2 separate regions of the Mus musculus genome follow, and region 1 is linked to region 2. Evidence: chromatin contacts called from public HiChIP or PLAC-seq data. All regions are on one chromosome and are shown on one strand. The core of a region is the stretch at or near the end of the contact, and the rest is flanking DNA. Distances in the headings are between cores, read along the strand shown. Region 1 overlaps Arhgap20os (Rho GTPase activating protein 20, opposite strand). Region 2 has its middle 16 kb from the start of Gm32742.

Region 1 (2,700 bases), core at 98-2,597, 680 kb after region 2:
GAGAGTAGATCTGACAGCTTAGGTATTTTGTGGTCTATTTTTCCTTCTGTTGCTTCCAGGTTGTGTCAAAAAATTATAAGTATCAATGAAAGCCAGAGCCATTCAAAGTGACCGAAGAAACCTACTGGCCAACCTCAGATGACCTATAGAGCCACATCTGGCAGTTGTCCTGCAAGCAGGAAGTAGTAGGGCGTTGTTTCTCCATGGCCCACATTCGTTCCTCACAGTTGCTGACTGGAAAAGCAGGTCACCCAATGCTTAGAGACTAACCAGTGGGGCAAGATGCATCCAGGTTGAGACCCAGAGACAGCCTTCCCTTGGCCCTGCTTAAATGTCAAATCCTCTCCACACCGAGAGTCTGAGCTTGTCGGCTTGGCTTCCAGTCCTCACAAAAGCCCTGGTACTTCTCTGGCCTTTATCCAGGTGTCACATACCACTGGTTTCACACATGGACTCTGAGCTATAGTAATAGGACAGAAACCCTTGGTTCTTTAAGGACACAAAAGCAATGCTTGGTCCTAAGCAAGCCAGCCAATGTCTGATTCATTTGGCTCTCAGAGGAATTCTTGCCTTCCTTTGACATGGTCTCGAGTGCAGGATACAGCCACTGGACAGGTGGCTGATCTACAATCAAATAACTCTGTGTCGTGTGGCACCAATCTAAACCTCTGGCCTGGTGCCCGGTAAACAGCTGGACCACTAGGCTTTTACCCTTCACCCAGCTTAAGGTGCCACAAGTCTGGGTGGGACGTGCCTAAGATCTGGGACCTTCCCACTATCCCTCGGAGGCAAGGTGCTTGGTTCTGAGGGCAAAGGAGCATACAAAGTGTAATGCTGAGGGGCTGACAGGTAGTCCGGGAGCTCGGTTCCCCTTCTCTTTCAGAGTGACCAGCTAAGGCTCTGACATTCGCCTCACTCCTACTCTGTGAATGACTGGTCAGTCTACAACAAAGGCTTTCTCTCAGAATCTGAGATTAAGGAAGATGAAGGCCCTAGGCCGCCTGCCTATCTGTCTACAGTGGGCATATTGCATAATGAGAGCTGTCTCCACATCTTCACGGCAGCTTTGTAACAAAACACCAGGCCATGGCTTCTTATCTTTGCTGTCTTCCTCATCCACCTCCCATCTTCCCTTCTCCCACAGATGCACAGAGAAAACTAAGCAACTCTGGCTTTGAAGCCCTCCAGATTGGCCCTTTTCCCTTAGCACCCATTGTTTGCTGAACTCGCTATTGAGAAAGACCTTTAAGCTGCCCACCCCTCCTCCCACGTCTTCAGCCTAGCTTCATTTCCTCCTCTAGCAGGTGGTTAGGCAGTCAGGCCTCCAGGTTCATAGGCTTTGAAGGCCCAACTGGAGTGCGGCAGAGCCCACATTCGAATATATGAACAGGTGTTTTCCAGTGGTTAGATCAACTCAGAGGAAGTTAAAAAGAAGACTTTTCTTAGCTTTTAGACTTTTTAAGTGCACCTCAATCCAGAAGAAATGGCATTTTCTATAGATGCTGAAGCATACATAGAAAGACCTCCATCCACACTGCATTTCACACAATGTCCTCTTGGTCTCTGAGAAGAAAAGTGAATAATTTAAAATAAGGGTAGAGAAAAATTTTCTCTTCATAATTTCTGCCAGTCTAGGTCAAAGGCATTTCTGCAAAAAACAGAATTTTGGCCACAGCTTGCTGGGGTTCCTCAAAGGTGGAAAAACAGGCCCCATAACTTTTTCAGAAAAAAAAAAATCAAAACAAACAAACAAAAAAGACCAAAAAACTGTACAGTCTGCTGGCAGTGTTGCTGCCCTTGACTTTGATCTGTGTTTCCTTCTGAGAAAATCAACCACTTAAATCATAGAAGCGAGATTGTTTGTGGAAAGTATGTTTTAGCATTTTTGTGATTTTTTTTATTTGCTCTTTCAGAATTTTTTAGGTGTATATTTTAAAATTAGATTGGTGGGACTGTTTAGCCATTAAAGGTAAAAGGACTAGATAGATGCCTTTGGTCGCTTGCTTGGGAGTTCCTGTTGGGTCCTCTTGGTTGTCACCTTCTAGCTCTCGTGTGACCTTCCTACCTGCACAAAGCTCCACAAGGCATTCTGCTCCACAGACTAACATGCCTTAGAGATATTTTTCTAGAAATGCAAATACATATTGAGTCAGATTTTAGTTTTCCCATCTTCCCTTCTGCCTTTCCATAACCCTTCAGGGGGACAGAAAGGCAAAGGACGTTTTTGAGCAAGAGTTTCATAGGAATTGCATAGGATGGAGACGGATCAGGAAGTGCGAGCAGGATAATGAACTGTTGTGGGGTTCACAATCACTAAGTTTGAGCCTTCTCAGGGCCACACTCCTGGGCTGCTTTATACCCTCAGAAGATGAAGGCTGCCATCATATTGCATGCCGTCAGATCCTACTCAACTGTACCTGAGAGCTGGAAAGTGCCTCTCAGTTTAAAATTAGACAACTCATTAAGGAAAAGAGCCAGTCATCAAAATTAAATATGTCTCTTCATCAAATGATAGCATGATGGTGTGAAGGGGATGGTGGTGCATCCCGTCACCCCAGCACGCAGGAAACTGTAGCAGGAGATTCAAGAAACCAACCTGAACTATAGGATACCCTATATCCTGCCTAACTAAAAGGCGATGGACAGATCTGCATCAGACTGCCAGGCTTGGTGGTGGCAGCTTTACATAGAGCATATCTA
Region 2 (2,700 bases), core at 69-2,568:
AGGATTACTGAAGTCATCAGATGCTCTTCAAGATGTAAGAGCCTTCCTCAGCTATTCTGGTTGCCTTAGGGTTAGTTAACAGGGCAAATGGTGTCAGTGTCCATAGTAGCTTATTGGGACTCTGGGAAGTGTTGGGGGTTCTAACAATGACTTTTATGGTAGTAAAAATAAGAAGAATGACTACTGCTGATTGAGCATTGGATCTGTTCAAGTCCCTTGCTAGGTACACATTGTCTCCCTTAGTCCTATAAAAGATCATTTCTGTCCCCTTTCTACACATGAGAGAATGGGGTGTAGAGAAATCCATTTTTTTTTTTTTGCAAAGTCACAGAGAATGGAACTAGAATACAGTTTGAGGAGAGCTAGGGCCAGAGCCTGTGCTCACATGGTCCCACTTCGCTGCACTGAGGAGACACCTGGGCCCTTTTTTCAGGGTGGGGTGGGGGTGGGGGTCAGTCTATGCTAGGAAGAGTCATGGATGCTAGAACAAAAGCCTGCTCTGGGCTTGTGTGAAGCATCCCATCTTATTCTACTCTGTCGTGCAACTGATTCTCAGACATGTTCTTCAGGGTGTCACTTCAGGTTCCTTGGAGGTCTGGGTGAGTGGATTTTGGGGGACACTAAATGAGAGTCATACGTACTTAAGATTGAACGTCATGGATATGACTGAGGAGAGGAGAAAAGAGGAGAGGGGAGGGCGGACAGGAAATGGGTGGCTGGGAGAGAGTCAGAGACAGACAGAGAGTCATGGGCAGACAGACAGAGACTGAGACTGTGACTTAAGTTTATTGCATGAAGGGCCAGGAAAGGAAGTGACAATGAAGGCCTTATCCTCCTGTTTTCCAAACTCAGGCTGTCTTATTCCTATAGATGTCCACACCTCCAGCCCCAGAGCTGTCCCTCCCCCTGCTTCTGGCCCCATGCTCTGGTGGATGTAGTGTGCAGCCTGCTTCTCTGGCTTAGGTAATGGAGGTTGCTGGACTCACCACCAGTAGAGGCTGTCCTCAGGTCACACAGGGACACAGCCTCACCAGACTCCTGCTCTCACAGATGCATACTGCAAACCCCACCTCTGCTTTTCTCTCTGTTCAGCCCGAGTCCTGGGCCAGGCGGCCTTAATGCTTCTAAGTAAAGAAATAACCCCCCTGTCCATTACCCTCCTTCCTTGGGAGTCCTGCACACAGAACTGCTTTAATCTCCCTCCAGTGATGTCTCAGGATGAAGGAGCATCAGGGTGAACTGTACCAATGGCCTGTTTACAGCCAAGGGCTTTGAAGAGGGTTGGAGGAGATGGGGAACTTTAGAGAAAAGAGGTGTGACTGAAGGTTTCTTTCTTCCTGGGTTAAAAGGACTAGCTAGTTAGTCTTACAGAACTAGCTAGTTAGTCTTACAGAACTGGTTGATTCTTCCTAAAATCTTAGGTGTTTTGTAACCTTAAGCACTCATTCTCCCAACCTCATCAGCTGGGAAGGCGGCAGCATCTCTAGCAACCTCAGGTTTCACATCTCCCCTTGGGAGGTGTAGGCTTGGGAGGGCATGCGGGTAGGTTTTGCTTGGGGATCTTAGGAGAAGAAAGGGAAGCCCAGAGACCTTGATCTTGTCCTATGCTTTGGGAAGCTGCATATCCCACTGTTGTGTTCCAGTGAGCCTGGGCTCATTAGAAACACAGGGTGAGGAGGGGGCCTGTGAAATGGGAACTTGGCCTAGCATCACCTTAAAGGGCCGGTGGGAGAGAACCACAAGCCTGTCCAGATCTTATCTTCTCAGGAAGGCGCAGGGAAAGGCACAGCAAAGCAGCAGCCTAGACAAGAACACCAGCTGCTGCCTTCACATCACACACCCACGTGTGGTAAAATTGCCGTTTCCCATGAAGATGAAAGAGAAAAGTGTAGCAGGGATTCCCTGAAGCTCAGTGGGGCAGGCAGGGGCCATGAGGACAACCCATGGCAATAGATCCTGCCTGGTCACCCTGGAAGAACACCAAGGGTCCCATCAGCTCTTTTAGGAGAAGCCAATCCAGCAACATTCTGTGTCTACTCCTTCTCCTCCTTCCCCCCTTTCCCCCGCCTCCTCCTGTTTGTTTTTGAGACACAAGGTCTAATGTAGCCCAGACTGTCCTTGAGCTCACCATGTAGGTGACGATGACCTTGAACTTGGGATCATTATGCCTCCTAAAGTTTATGAGATATATGTGGTGTGTCCTTCCTTGGCTCTCGGAAATCCAGCTGAACACAGGACAGCCCTTACCCACATAACAGAACCAACCACAAGAAAAGAGAAAGTTTACATGGCATGCAACACACACACACACACACACACACACACACACACACACACACACACACACGACAGCACAAATTACACACAAGAGCTGTTACAAATGCTACATGACTAATTGGCAAATGAAAGACATGCTCTTTCTCAGTTTGCTCCCACACTGACATTTTGCTAAACGGATGGAACAGCCGGAAAGGTGTCACAGCACTGCAGGTATCTGAAGTGGGGGTGGGGGAATGGTGGCCCGTCTCTGAGAAGGCAGCTTCTTGGCCAGGGGTACCTGTATTGTTCTGTTACAACGTAAAAAGGTTTGTTTTTTGAACTAGATTTAGTTATAGCTTGGCAGTGCTCTCAGAAAGCTCTGGCTCGGTCACACAGCTCCCTCCCCTCCCGCTCTTTCTCCATTCCTGGGGCTCCTGTTAT

The links. HiChIP or PLAC-seq counts read pairs in DNA pulled down with a chosen protein or histone mark.
Region 1: an H3K27ac HiChIP or PLAC-seq map of regulatory T cell precursor shows a contact between it and region 2, with 7 times the contacts expected there. The contact joins two enhancer-like sites. A contact is called at or near these places in 6 of 39 promoter capture datasets (the 3T3-L1 cell line, embryonic stem cells, liver and 2 more) and 2 of 115 datasets of contacts at active chromatin or transcription factors (double positive thymocytes and regulatory T cell precursor).

What each region holds. Positions count from the first base shown.
Region 1 is chr9:51,865,519-51,868,218 of GRCm38.p6, forward strand. All of the region lies in intron 1 of Arhgap20os (Rho GTPase activating protein 20, opposite strand), which reads right to left. Among named protein-coding and RNA genes, the nearest start is that of Arhgap20os, 9.0 kb to the right of the region's middle. Within about 2 kb of position 1,348, at least 33 of the 459 cell types and tissues checked have an H3K27ac peak or open chromatin away from gene starts, as enhancers often do. A contact at or near this core is called in double positive thymocytes and regulatory T cell precursor, where this site is marked.
Region 2 is chr9:51,183,758-51,186,457 of GRCm38.p6, forward strand. No RefSeq gene overlaps it. Among named protein-coding and RNA genes, the nearest start is that of Gm32742, 16 kb to the left of the region's middle. Within about 2 kb of position 1,319, at least 32 of the 459 cell types and tissues checked have an H3K27ac peak or open chromatin away from gene starts, as enhancers often do. A contact at or near this core is called in double positive thymocytes and regulatory T cell precursor, where this site is marked.